Linked DNA regions of Mus musculus: all the other regions are linked to region 3. Evidence: chromatin contacts called from public Hi-C and promoter capture Hi-C data. All regions are on one chromosome and are shown on one strand. The core of a region is the stretch at or near the end of the contact, and the rest is flanking DNA. Distances in the headings are between cores, read along the strand shown. Region 1 holds the start of Zfp712 (zinc finger protein 712). Region 2 holds the start of Zfp429 (zinc finger protein 429). Region 3 holds the start of Zfp458 (zinc finger protein 458).

Region 1 (4,923 bases), core at 2,025-4,524, 210 kb after region 3:
ATGTCTGAAGAGAGCTACAGTATACTTACACATAATCAATCAATCAATCAATCTTGGGGCCGATATGAGCAAGGCCAAGGCAAGAAAGAAAAAAAAAATTTTAAAAAGATTTATTTTACCAACTATGTACTTTTAATAGTGTTTAATATTATTTAATGGTTATCAGAATTGCTTTTAAATTTTGGTACCAGAGTGAACATACTAAGATACATATTCATTTACTATTATGTCTTATTAAAAAAAATCCTTTTCATTTGGCAAAATACATCATAATATTAGATGCTTATGAGATACTTTGTAGAGGTGAACACTTGGAAATCTTCATATACATTACTATTAGAAACAACAGAAACAAAATAATATTTCATAGCAAGTAGAAAATCTCAGACTGAGGTTCTTGCTTTTTTGTGAAAGGTAGGAGATGAAGAAATAGTATGAGCTCTGCGTGCAGTATGAAGACAACGGTGCTGTCATTCCAGAGAAAGCACGGAGCTTATGAAGAGAACCTTCCCCTTCCTACCCATCTTCACATTCTTTGGCTGTTCCCTTTGATCTCCAGGTATATGTGCGACACTGCCACTCTCCTTCAGAATCAGCTGTGGCTCTCATTTTCTCCTTTCTCCCCACTCAGTTTCTTATCAGAAATTTAAATTGCTGATTCGAACTTTGAATTTCCCCCATACAACAGTAGTTTTATTTAGATATTCATATTATTCTTCATTTTAAGTGCTTGTTCCTAGTTGACCCAAAGTCACTGTATATGCATATGCTGGAGGATGTGCATTCAATATAGTTGTCAGTTATATAATCAATACAATGAGCAAATCTAGTTCCTCAAACATTTGTGATTTTCATGGTAAGAACATTTAGGATCCTTCAGGCTGCTGTGTTATGGATTGTAAATTATTATAGCGATCAATCTCCTTGACTGATATTAAGTGCTTTCCATACATACTAGATATTAGTATGGCTCCTTTTTCTGTAGGTATTGCTGAATTTTGACCTGCATTATTTCAGTCATTTTTGTTATGTTGTTTTGTTTGACACTGCTATCAACTTAGTTTTAGTTTTATTTATTTATTTTTTACAAAAAAAATGTCATCATTGAATGTGGGGCTGTGGGTGTGTGGGAAAGAGGGGAGTAGAAGAAAACCCGTGTCCTACCAGTTTTTTGGTGCTCTGGGTGGTCAGATGCGGGAGGACTGCTGGATGATTTCCATGCGGCCCCAGGTGGGCATCTGGTTGTGTAAAGCCACTGACCCCACATGGCGGGTGGTGGAAAGGGGCAGCTCTAGGTACCAGGTTCTCAGTCTCTGGCATCGTACGCTGGATACGATGGAGGAGCTGAGAACAGAATAGGGGCCCCAGGGCAGCACTAGGCCCAGGGGATGAAGCGAAGAAAGGGCGGGGGGAAAGGGGACTGGATGGTTCCCACGCAGGCGAGAATCCTTGGTCAGGTCCATGGCTTGGAAGGCCTTCTGGTGGGAGGTTGGATGTGGCTCATTAGGAGAAAGCCTATCTCATCATTCAAGCAGGGCAGGCCTTTATGGTCAGAGATAGTCTATGGATTTAGAGCTTTATTGTAGAAAGGCAGGGAGAAAGGAGAGAAGGTAGAAAGAGAGAGAGAGTCTGGCCATGGCTATGTGGAGAGAGCAGGAAGGGAAAGAGAGAAAGAGAGCTAGGGAGTAAGAAAGGTGAAAGCTTAAGAGAGTGAGGTGGAGCCAAGCAGCCCCTCTTATAGTGGGCTGGCTATCTTTCTGTTGCTAGGTAACTGTGGGGCGGAGTCTAGCCAGAATGCCAGCAGCTTGGGACATTGTCTATGTCACTGATAGCCACAAGCCTCTCCTTTGGGGACTGTTGGGGGCGGTAACTTCGACAGGAGCTAGGGGTCCAGGAGACATGATCGAATGCCTTCTGTCCCATGTAGGTGAAAATTACCACCCACCGGGTCCCACCGGGGTTCAAGACCTAACTAAGTTCGACTGGAGACCAGGCTGTCTCTGTGCATAGCCCATTGCCCCACAATTGAATTCTAGAACAGTTTGAGTTTGAGATTTAGCAATGCCCTGTCATTGAGTTAGCAAAGACATTTTAAGATTAACTGCTTTGTGTGTCTGTGTTTTTTATCCAAAGATCCAGTATTCTCTAGGTGAGGGGCTGATAGCACTGCCTGTTCCCAGAGCTTAGGTGGGGTAGCAAAAGGTACATGTAACACTTTAGTATGCAAGTTTACTCAAAGCATATACATTCTGTGATCTCATTTTCTGAATCTGTTTTGTTTTTGAGTGGGGAGTCATGTATACCAAACATGTTTCAAACTTTCTATATGTCTATAGGTGACCTCGGACTCCTATTCCTATCTCCAGTAACCAACATCTGGGATTTTCAACATGTAAAACCACACTTGCTTCTATACAATCATCTTTAGTTTGAAGTTCCAGTTATTTGGACCAACACTTTTTCACATGTTCATTGTCTGTTTTCATTTCTCATTTTAAGAATTGTCTTCTCAAAATATTAGCTCATTTTTTTAATCCATGTTTGCCTTGTGATGTGAAACATTTTGGGGTGGGTGAGATAGCTCAGAGGTTAAGAGCACTAGCTGCTCTTCCGAGGGTCCTGAGTTCAAATACCAGCAACCACATGGTGGCTTACAACCATCCATAATGAGACCTGACTCCCTCTTCTGGTGTGTTTGAGGACAGCTACAGTGTACTTACATATAATAATAAATCTTTTTTAAAAACAAAACAAAAACAAACAAACAAACACAGCTGGGCAGTGGTGGCGCACACCTTTAATCCCAGCACTTGGGAGGCAGAGGCAGGAGGATTTCTGAGTTAGAGGCCAGCCTGGTTTGTAGAGTGAGTTCCAGGACAGCCAGAGCTATACAGAGAAACCCTGTCTGGAAAAACAAACCAAACCAAAGCAAAGCAAAACAAAAACAAAAACGAAACATTTTGTAGGAAGCAGGTTGAGTTTTAAAATCACAATATATGGACCCAAAGTATCCAGTACACATAATAAACAATGCTGTCAAAGGTTCAACCCATACTCATTTTGAAAATTTAAACGCGGTACCCTGACTCCCCGTGGCTATCCACCTTCAGAAGTGGCTTGTTTCTACCCATTCTCTTTGGCAAACAGCCTGACAGTAACTTGGGAACGTTTCAAATCACCTACCACGGCTTTGTGAAACTCGCTCGCAGAGAATTGTGGGAAATGTAGTCTCGTCCGCGGCGACGTCACAAACAGGGACTCTGGGAAGGGCGCTTCCGTGTTTCTTCTGCGCCTGTGTGTGTCTCCCTCTCTGGCGGTCTTCTCCAAAGTTGGGCCAGTGTCGGGTCCTGTGCGCGCTCTGGTAGCATCTCTGGCATGGAGGTTGGTCCCAGGATGTAGCGCAGCCAGAGGGACGTTGCGGGGTGGGCGGGTCCGCCTTGGAGGGAGGCGGGAAGAAGTTGAATGGGAGGTACTGTGGTGACCTAGGCTTGTCCATTCCGGTGCTGGTTAACGCTGGAGGAGGGATGGAGCTGGGAGTGGCCTCTCTTTTAAGGTGCCGTTGCCCTGTTCTGTCCTGCACTTCTGGGGCAGGAGAGCTGGCTCGGTAGCCTAGGAATGGAGAAGGGTGCCTGGCAGGGTGCATCTGCTGTCAGCTTGTGCCTGAGGTGTGGAAGCATGCCCTTAGCTGACACTGTCTCGATGGCTTCTGTTATCCGGAATTTAATAGATGTATATACAATGCAGTCCGATCAAATCCACCCCTACTGTCCCCTACTTCAACAGTACCAGGTATCTCCCAAAATGCTCCACTCCCAATTTCCTGTCCTGGTGGTTTTGTTTTTGTTTTATAACCCACTGAGTCCACTTAGTATTGCTCTAGTGTGCATACCTGTGTGTATGGGGCGGGGAAGGGAGGGCGCACAGGACATCCCCTAGAACGTGGACGCTCACTGGCCACACCTCCAAGCAAAATAAACAAACAAACAAACAAACAAAACGAATCTCTTTTTCAGTGGTCATGAATTCCAACCGATCCTTAGCTAAGGGTGGGGCCTTGTGAACCCCTCCCCTTTCCCTGTTGAAGTTTTGACTGACGTTATTTGTGTGTTATGCTGGTAACCATAGCTACCTTTTCCCCCTTCCTATTGCCATCCTTTTGTGTTTGTATTGGGATTTTGAGTCAGTTTCTTGTGTAGTCCAGGCTGCCCTGAAGTGTTCTGTGTAGCTGATAGTGACGTTAACTTCCGTTCCTCCTGACTTCTCCTCCTCTTTACTCCTCTGTGCCCTAGGAAGATGGCCATCTGTCACTTTGTTCTTTCCTTTGTGACTTGCCCCTTAAACCTTCTCTATTCTTTCAGATGACTATTAAGCCATAACTTATTGGTTAAGACAGGATCTAATTACTAATTTGCTTAGGAAATGGCAGAATTTCACTGGGTATATAAACAACATATGAGATGTAGAAAAGAAATTTGGAGATGCTCATATATTTATTTTAATTTATAAATATCAGTGAAGGATGCTTTGCTAAATATTGATCAAGACACCATGCCATGTTCCATTTATAGTGAGTTTGAGTGTTGTTTGTTTATTAACTGTTGGATTTCTTAAGTTGCCTCATAACCAGAGAATTTATATTAAGAAGAAAGACATATTATAGGGATGAAGGCATAAAAGTAGAATGTTAAGATCAAAACAAACTATGTAGCATGAAGACATTTCTTACATTTTGGCCATGTCCCAGGACTGAAGCTTAAGTGCTGACTGTATTCTGCTAAAAATATTTGTTGCTGTGCATTGGTATTTATGATCATTGTTCTTAGAGATGGGAAATATAACTCGTTCCATCTGTGGCATAGTGGGTAACACAACCAATAGCCTGATAACTTCCCTTACTCTACTAGGGACTTCTACTCATGTAAA
Region 2 (4,747 bases), core at 1,175-3,674, 130 kb before region 3:
GACATTCAGAATAGAATCTAATGCATTCACATTTGATTAAGACAGTCTCCACTGACTATCTTTTATGCGTTTATATACCATGAAAACCAAAATCCACCATGGACATGAAGATTGATAATCAGTTATCTTATTTCCTCTTGACAACCAATGTTCATTACCTTCTTTAAATCTTTCCTCGTGCCCTAATAGTTAACCTTTATTATTCTCTTTTCTAAATGACATACTTATTCTAAATACATTTTAAATGTGGACAGATTTTAGTGATCCCTAGCTAGATCCCAAATGAATCCAATAGAGAATTTAAGGTTTATGTGATAAGCTTTATAACACAATAACTGGGCAGTTAATCTATTCGAATCCTCTAAGGTAATCTGGCTACCTCCCTGCCCAAAAACCCTGAGATACTTGTATTTTAGTTTTGATGTTGCTCTCTGGGATTCAGGTGTTTTTCCATGATGTCTCTCCTGGACTGCTTCCTCCTGGCCTGTCCTCTATTCTTCCTTTGTCTAACAGAAGTCCCGCCCTATTCTCTCTTTTGCCTAACCATTGGCTGATCAGCTTTTATTAACAAGTCAGATAATAAGTGGGGAATAATGTTTGCACACACTTGAGAGGGGAGATACTTAAAATAAGCACTACAATGTCATGTCTGGATTACAACCATATATGGGGGCTGAGAAATCAGGATTTGAATAATACAAGGATAATCTTTACACAGCGTACAATAACATTATGCCTGCAATATACTGTACCCACATGAAAATTTCTTCACATATATACATATAGTACTGTCTAGATTAAACACCTAGAAGAACATGCAGTGTTTACCTTTATAAAACTAAGTAATATCAATATCATACATACTATGTCAGTCCATTTCTTAGTAAAATTTGTGATTACAGTATCTTAGATCCAAAGAGCATCTCTCTCTCTCTCTCTCTCTCTCTCTGTAATAAATATTTATATTTACCAAATTGTTTTCCATTAATATTTTCATGGATATCTATGTTGATTCTGGTTGTTTACTGTTGGGAATAAAGAGCAATAAACATGGGGGCACAAATACACCTACATACAGCAAATTATCAGGTTCTCTGAGTATAACCACAGGATTGAATTAGTAGTGAGAGTGCAGAGACTGGTTCCATTCGGTTGAGGTCATTATGGGAATTAATCTGTAAGGTTCCAGTGTTTATTTCAGCACCCATAGTCTATGCTTCTGTACTCTTAGAGGCTACTTTGGGTCTGTGTTCCACAGTGGAGTAGACTCCACTGCAGCTGATGTTTTAGTACCTGCCTTTAGTTCACAGGATCTAAGGAATGGCCAAGGCATTGACTCCATGTGATCCCCTGGCTGTTTTGTGAGCAGTCCCATGTACACTGATTTCTGAGGGCTCTCAGAAAGAAATCCTAGTTGCAGGTGAGGGTGGATACCAATTTAAAATGTTTGTGCTCTGTATACTCTTGTTTCTACAGTACAACTCAAAGCCTTTGCATTTATGTCTCAACTACATACAACAAGTTGGAGAAATGACTGGATGTGTGACCTGCTTTTATTACAGACACCTTTCTACCAACAGATCAACAGTAGTAGTCTCTGTTGGACATAGGTAGCCTGTTAGCTGGTTTTAATCAATGCCTCCTTGGGCTGCTTGTTGATCTCCTTTCCAATGTCTGAGAGTCTGGGGCATTAACTCGGGACAAGAGATTTAGAGGAATGTTAGATAGACACTTGCTTGGGTGTGGCTTGGGAATGTCAAATTTTATCTTCAGAGTCAACCTCCTTGGCCTGCTCAAACAGCATGTGTTCCTGTATATGTAATATTAGCAATGCCCTGGAGGAATTATTTCTATATATTCGAAAAGTAGAAACACAAACAACAGTATACAAGTTTGTTGGGGCAGAAACCAAGCCAGCTTTGTACCGCAAGTCCATTTGTCAAAAGTTACTGAGGAGCTAGGAGCATAGTCAGGCACACCAAGGTTGGTTTCAAACATCCTTTTATAAAGTTACGTTTCCTTCCCACGTAGGTTAGTGTATTGCTTTGTTATTTTAACGAACTACTAAGTCAACGTTTTTTGTTTTTTTGTTTTTTTCAAGAAGTAGTAATATTAAACTTACAACTAGAAATGACTTGTAAGCCATATGTTTCTGTCAAAGGCTCGACTCATATCCGTACATCTCCGATGTGGTTCTGGGGTCCGAAACCAAATGGGGTCGCATTACCCATAGCTTTTCTGCAGAAAAGGCTTCCTCCTTCAACCTTCTACTTTGTGTTACCATCCACGTACCTCTCCAAACAGTAGAAGTCACCCACCCTGGGTTCTGGGATTTCCTTCGCACAGACTTCTGGGAGATGTAGTCCGCACCGCTGTGACCACTGGGAGCCTTCCAGGAAATCCCCTTCTGACTTCAGGTTTGTACTTGTGCCTCTTCCTCAAAGTTGGGCGGAAATCCTATGCGGCTATCTATTCCAGTTGTCTCTGACAAGAAGGTTGGTCCAGTCAGCAGCGTTGCTTGGGGCTCTGTGCGGGGTCTGTGTCAGGGAGGTTGGTTCAAGGAAGCAGCATAGACTGGGGTGGGTGCCAGAGCAGGGCTCTGTCTTGGAGGGAGCGCTTCTGGGCTGGGTGGGAGGGCGGAAGCAGCTGCCAGGACTTGCTGTGCTGAACTGGCTGGGACCGCTGAGGCTGCAGTTTTGGAGTGAGGGGACTGGCCTTTTGGGATTGTGTCCTGAGTGAAGGTTTCCTTTAGAACACCGAGAGCAGCCCGAGTCTGCCTTGGTTCTCTGGTACACTGGAGCAGCTTGGTAGTGGGGGACTAGATTGCAAACTAATGGTGATGAGCTGACTACCTGCTCCTGAGAGAGTGCCAGAGCCCACAGACCTGCATTGCTGGAAACGCGCATTCCTGGCTGCCCCCATCTCACCTGGATGCTGCCAGAGTCCTTTGTGTCTTTAGAGTAAAAGGGTTTCTGGTCCCCGTGTACTCTGTAGCCAGCTTATAGCAATGGCCTTGAGGTCTGACTGTGTTCACTTTTCTCTGCCAGTAAAGAATTAAGAGAGGAAAAATCCGAGGTACTACAGGTGTCGTTTAGGGGAATTCTGGGACACTGCCAACAGATCTGCCTGAATGCACTGAAAATCTTGGACTAGGGTTGAAGAAACGCATGGAGTGGATACACTGGCAGGAATGTCTACAAGGCAGAGTGGGATCGAGACGAGCTCACATCATGTTTCACCTTGAGGGCTGTATTTTCTAAACTTTTGAAAGGACCTCCATCCCTACTTTACAGTTGAGAGTTTTAAAAAAAGAGATAATGTCCGCTTGGCCCACAATGGTTCCGGTCAACATGACATTATCAGGGCTTGGACTTGTTGAAGAAGTTTATGAACATTGTGTATATTTCTGCCAGTGTTTCTGTTATCTTGTAGCTTTGCTGCCCATGGTAATATGAGGTATAAAAGGGCGGTGAATAATAAACTTGAGGCTGCTGTGGTATTGACCAGCAGTCCTCCCAAGTCTATTTCTTGGCTCTGCATCTTTTTTCGGCCTCTCCTGTCTTTAATCCTCACTCCACACTCAGAGACTCTTTGACACTTGGCACAACCTAGGAGTTGCTGCTTCATGATCTGTGTTGTATGTATTTTAAGCACTGTGTAGTATAGACAGGCTGGTAGGGAATGGGGAGTCTGTATTGTTTGGAACCTGATCAGGAATCCATCGTTCTCTTTGCCTCTCTCTCATGTTTACTTCCCATCAATGTCCTGTTAATCTTTAGATCTGCCCGACTCTCTGAAAATTTATCTCTGATTGTCACTGACAGGAGATGCAAGAGTTCTTAAAACATCTGCGCTGTCCTTTCTGTTGCTCTAGACTTCCTCTAGGATGGGCTTCCATTGAGTGGAATGTAACCATCGAGCTCCCAGTTATTGGAAGGATAGGTAGTAATTGTTAATGGGTGGAACTGTTCCTGCCTCAGGTCAGACATTATTTGCATTTCTTTCCCATTGAAAGTGAATTTTGCAAGTCTCTGATTCCCCTGCAATGTTTGCTGTTAATTGTACTGGCTATAATCCCCACAAAACGGTATCCTGTTTACAGGTCCCCGGACCTCCACCCCCAGGGTCTCACAGGAGATTGTACTCAAGACAGCAGACACTTGCCCATGCAGAATGGAGGAAGCCAGTGCTGGCCAACATAGGGAGTGAGCCCCGCAGTTAATTCTCCATTGTGAGCATGCTCTGATTCTCTCACAGAGAGTTGTTTTGGTCTTTGCTCTGCTCTGGGCTCCTGCCATTCTCCACATTGCTGGTTTTCCCGTGGCCTTGGTGATGCAAACATTAAAAAAAGTGTAATCTGCTTTTTCATACTCGTAAAGACAGGATCTTTCTCTACTAGCTGTACAGAAGGTTTCAAGACCTTTCAATTTATTTTTCCCTTGAGAAACTCCTATTCACCAAAGTGCTTCATTATGCCGGTTAATTTTGGAGATGTTCTGGCCTCTTTATTGCTGCTGAATGCTGCTCATTAGACAAAAGACTATTTTCTGCGCAGTCAATCTTTAAAGAAAATATAATTTTGTTGTCCTATAAACTCTTGTGACAATAGCTATTCCCTCTTCCCAAGGGTGCAATCACCTTGCACTTCAGACAGAAGACTCACGGGATTGCAGTTGGATCTGACATGAAGATCTGAACAGGGACGAGTTATCCATACAGATTTAAGGTGCTTTGCCAGGTTCCAAGG
Region 3 (4,812 bases), core at 1,614-4,113:
AGCTGGCAAGGTAGCCCGGGGCTCGAGTGGAGTGGAAGGGGTTTGTGCCCCAGATCAAGCCTGGGTAGTCTGCTTCCCTATGTACCGCCGTCTCAAGTTCCGCGCGATTGGATTGGGGCAGGCGCTGTGTTCCACTCACTAGAGGTCTTAGGGTCCCGTGGGGAGTCCCGTGTGGGCCCTTGCGGGTGTTGGGCAAGACTCTGCTGGCAAGGAAGCCCGGGGCTCGAGTCGAGCGGAAGGGACTTGTGGTGTTGTACTTCTATAGGCATCTCCTTCTTTAGGTTAGAAAAAATTTCTTCCATGATTTTCTTGAAAATATTTTTCTGAGATTGCTTTCTTATAGAACCCAAGACTACTAGCCCAGGGACGGCTCTCCCACCCTTGATCACTAATTGAGAAAATGCCTTACAGCTGGATCTCCTGGAAGTATTTTCTCAAAGGGGACTACTTTCTCTGTGATAACTCCAGCTTCTGTCAAGTTGACACACAGAACCAGCCAGTACAAACATCAAATTTGTTCAAACATGAGGCCTGAATATTTTTTTTTCATCAGTGTTTTCCAGATAGGGTTGTTCTGTGTAGTGCTGACATTCCTGAAATTCACTCAAAAGACCAAGCTGTTCTGAAGTACAGAGATCCAAGTCTCTCTGACCCATAACTGTTAGAATCAAAGAAATATACCACCATAGGCCCCATAAATACTTTTAATTATATATGTGTACATATATACATACATATATGTATATATACATACATTTTTGTTTATATGTATACACACACATATATAATTTTACTAGCAGTGTGTGTGTGTGCATGCATGCCTGCCTGTCTGTCTGTCTGTCTGTCTGTCTGTTTATGTCCCTGTGCTCCTCTCTTCTATATGAGCTTCATGATGTCAAAAGAGTTGGGCTGGTCCTCTAGAACTGTGCTTGTGAGCCACAATGTGAATGTTAGAAAACAAACTCATGCTCTGTAAGAATTTAATTACTCTCAACTACTGAACAATCTCTTTAGCTTACTGTAAGCATAGATTTTTAAAAGGAATTTGGCCACACATCACATTGAATGCAGAATGTTTCTATGGGAGAAACTTAAAGGATTAAGTGACTATAAAATGATAGTGTAGGCAATAAAGCTAAAACTTCCAACATGGTCTAAACAAGCATATAAGGCCTGAGAATCAGACTATGGTAAACTTTCTGTAAGTATGCCCGGGCCGCTAACACCATGCTGAATGAGGCTTTCTCTAGAGTCTGCATGTTCAGTTTGTGCCTACCTCCTTCTCTTGAATTAACCAATTTCACTAGGAGGAAATGGAAACTGCGGAACAGTTGAGGTTTCATCCTCACAGATCAGCTCCTCTCAGGTGAGTCAGTTCCCTCAGTCAGTACACTCACACATTGAAAGCCTAGCAGTACTTATGGTTGCTGGCAATGCCCTTCCCTGCAGCCTTCAGGAGTACAGACTAGTCATGAGTTCATTCTAAACAGACATGCCAATCAAGTGTCCAGGTGAATGTATTAGGGGTATTGTTTAATACTGCTTGATGACTCTAGTTTCTCTAAGAGGAGCTGTATCCCTGGCTTAGCACACTGCCTGGAATACAAGAATTGAATAGGAACTTCCCATAGTCTCTGCACTGAAACAGCTTCCTCATCAATCTGTATACATCGTGGAAGCATGAAGCCTTCCTTATAATGGGTGTGTACCTTTGTCTCAAACACAAACTGCCCAGCAATAAATCTTCCTAAGAAGAGATGGGCATTCTCAGTACTCCATGGTCCCAATGCAGCTTCTTTACTACACTGAGCTCACTTGACAATCGTAGGGACATATTTCTAACACCTTTGTATTCAAGGAGGAATCATCTCAGTGTTCTGCTTAGAAGTGAGGGAAGTTCAAGACAGATAACAAATATTTAAATCGTCTGAAACATGAATCATGGCGTGATCAGGAGAGAGGAAATTCTATAAGGAACATCAAAGGGAACAAGGGAAATCCTATAGTGCACAGTGTACCAAGAGTCAGTAGACTCACCAGTGTGATCCCAGGAGCTCTGCACCTCCTGCTGGGAGATGGGGAGGAGGAAAGCCTGTGCTCAGAGAACACCCGGTGGTGACTAGTTTTGATTTCCTGTTCTTCTTCTTTTTTTTTTTTTAATTATTATTTATTTATTATATGTAAGTACACTGTAGCTGTCTTCAGACACTCCAGAAGAGGGCGTCAGATCTCATTACAGATGGTTGTGAGCCACCATGTGGTTGCTGGGATTTGAACTCCAGACCTTTGGAAGAGCAGTCGGGTGCTCTTACCCACTGAGCCATCTCACCAGCCTGATTTCCTGTTCTTCTGTTTTAAGCACCTGAGATGCTGCATGTCAGGCGGGATCACCAAGCGTGGTTTCATTAAAGAAATGCACAGTCCTACATTACCGTCCTGCTTCCTTATTTTTAAGTAAAGCAGACCATGAAAGCATGATTTCCCATGTGTTAGTATGATTTCATAAGTAGGTTTGAGCTTTAAAATCACGTTTTAGCAGAAATAACTAGCATGATTAACATTACTGAGAAAGGCTCGACTCACAGGCTAACATCGCATGCTGAGACCACAGCACTTCAAAAAAGCCCGAATGCCCTGTGGCTGCCCATGTGCAGAAGACTGTTTCTTTCTAATTCCACTTGCTCACAGTAGGGCAGGTACCCAGGCAGTGCACAAAACCCATTTGGAGTGTTCCTGGAAGTCCTTTGCACTGACTTGTGGGAAATGTAGTCCCAACAATTATGACATCACCAGAAGGGGCTGTCAGTATTGAACTTCCGGGTTCGTTCTTAAACCTCGCTTCTCCCCCAAAGTTAGGGGACTGTCCTGCTCAGAACTGGGCTTGGATCTCTGACATGGAGGTTGGTGCAGGGAGCAACGCCGTCCTGCAGATCCAGAGGGACTGTGCAGGGTGGCGGGTCGGGCGCGGAGGGAGCTGACTCAGGCTGGTTGGGAGACAGGGGAAGCTGCTGACCTGGAGATGCTGTGCTGACCTAGGATGGGCCACTGCCCCCGGGAACAAGATTGAAGAGGAGAAGGTTGGAAAACAACAGGATGGCCAGGGCAATCTGGTTCTGCTGACTGCCTGTGCCTGAGATGCTGAAGGGAGCGCACTCAACTTTGCTGAAGAACATGCTCTGCCTAGCTGACCCGTGATCACATGGCTATAGTCAGATTCTCGGGATTTACAGAACTTCCTAAATTTCCTAGTGTGCTGGAACAGAAAGTCTTGTGAGGGCAACTGTTGTGTGGAATGTTAGTTCCTATTCCCTTGGAATGAATTGTTAGATTTATGGACGCCTCCGTTTGAATAGGAATTTCTAATAGACACCGCTGTGACCTGAATCATCACAATACATGGCTGTATAGCCACAGAATAATCTTGGAATTGGTATGAACCCGTGTTTGCACAATCCAAATAATTAACCTTTCTTTCCCCTTACCTCTGGTACGTGGGCTAGAGGGAAAGTTGAAGCGTTCAAGAACTCTAATTAAGTAAGTCTTGAAATTTCTAAGCCTACAGTATGATGTTTTCTAGTTCCATCCATTTGCCTGAAAAATTCTTGATATCCTTATTTTCAATAGCTGAGCAGTATTTCACTGTGTAAGTGAACCACATTTTCTTTATCCATTTGTTCATCGAGGGATATCTGTATTGTTTCCAGATTCTGGATATCATGAATGAAGTTGCTCTGAATGTAGTTGAGTAAGGTGCCTTGTAGTTTGGTGGAACATCTTTTGGGTATATGACCGTGGTATAGCTGGGTCTTGAGGTAGAACTATACCCAATTATCTGAGGAGCTGCCAAATTGATTTCTATAGTGGTTGTGCAACTTGACACTCCCTCCAGCAATGGAGGCGTGTTCTCCCTGATTCACATCCTTGCCAGCATGTGCTGTGGCTTGCGTTTTTGATTTTGGCCATTCTGCTGGGTGTAAAGTAGAATCTCAGTCACCTTGGTTTGCATTTTCCTGAAGGCTAAGAATGTTGGACCTTTTAAAGGTCTTTCTTGGCCATTAAAGATTCCTCTATTGAGGAATTCTCTGCTTAGCTCTTTAACCCATTTTTAAATTGGCTATTTGGGTTGTTGGTGTCTACCTTTTTGAGTTCATTATATTTTTTGGGTGTCACCCCCCCCACCCCCATGAGGCATAGGGTTGATGAAGATCTTTTCCCCTTCTGTAGGCTACCAATTTTTTCCTATTGACAGCGACCTTTGCCTTGCAGAAGCTTTTCAGTTTCATGAGGCCCCATTTATTAGTTACTGATCTTAGTGCCTGAGCTATTTGGTGTTCTGTTCAGGAGGTTGTCTCCTGTACCAGTGTGTTCAAGGCTACTTTATACTTCCTCTTGTATTAGACTTAGTGTATCTGGTTTTATGTTGAGGTCTTTGATCCATGTGGACTTGAGTTTTTGCAGGATAATAAATTGGATCTATTTACATTTTCTAGATGCAGACATCCAGTTAGACAGCTACCATTTGTTAAAGATGCTTTCTTTTTCCATTGGATGGTTTTTGTCTTCTTAGTAAAAAAAAAAAATCAATGTTCATAGGTGTATGGGTTTATTTCAGGATCTTGTATTTGATTCAGTTCATCAACCTCTCTGTTTCTGTACCAATATCATGCATTTGTGGTTGTTGTTTTATTTGTTTGTTTGTTTGTTTGTTTGTTTGTTTTACTATTCTGTGGTACAGCTTGAAATCAGGGATGGTCATTTTATTGTACAGGATTGTTTTAGGTATACAGTTTTGTTTTGTTTTTTCCATGTGAA

What was found. A called contact is a pair of places that touch in the nucleus more often than the background predicts. Capture Hi-C pulls out chosen DNA fragments and counts their contacts.
Region 1: a contact with region 3 is called in a promoter capture Hi-C map of adipose tissue. The contact joins the promoter of Zfp712 here to the promoter of Zfp458 in region 3. A contact is called at or near these places in 1 of 39 promoter capture datasets (embryonic stem cells), 5 of 484 Hi-C or Micro-C datasets (CD4 T cells, cerebral cortex, embryonic stem cells and 2 more) and 3 of 9 other capture datasets (adipose tissue, liver and pancreatic islet).
Region 2: a Hi-C map of CD8 T cells shows a contact between it and region 3, with 2.8 times the contacts expected there. The contact joins the promoter of Zfp429 here to the promoter of Zfp458 in region 3. A contact is called at or near these places in 2 of 39 promoter capture datasets (erythroid cells and macrophages), 4 of 484 Hi-C or Micro-C datasets (CD4 T cells, CD8 T cells, double positive thymocytes and 1 more), 1 of 115 datasets of contacts at active chromatin or transcription factors (memory CD8 T cells) and 2 of 9 other capture datasets (adipose tissue and pancreatic islet).

What each region holds. Positions count from the first base shown.
Region 1 is chr13:67,059,521-67,064,443 of GRCm38.p6, reverse strand. It overlaps Zfp712 (zinc finger protein 712), which reads left to right and starts at 3,274. Exons shown (of 4, transcript NM_001166218.1): 1 at 3,274-3,381. The coding sequence starts at 3,376.
Region 2 is chr13:67,397,444-67,402,190 of GRCm38.p6, reverse strand. Zfp429 (zinc finger protein 429) reads left to right here and starts at 2,424. Exons shown (of 4, transcript NM_001080941.1): 1 at 2,424-2,495. The coding sequence starts at 2,460.
Region 3 is chr13:67,267,119-67,271,930 of GRCm38.p6, reverse strand. Zfp458 (zinc finger protein 458) reads left to right here and starts at 2,863. Exons shown (of 4, transcript NM_001001152.2): 1 at 2,863-2,900. The coding sequence starts at 2,895.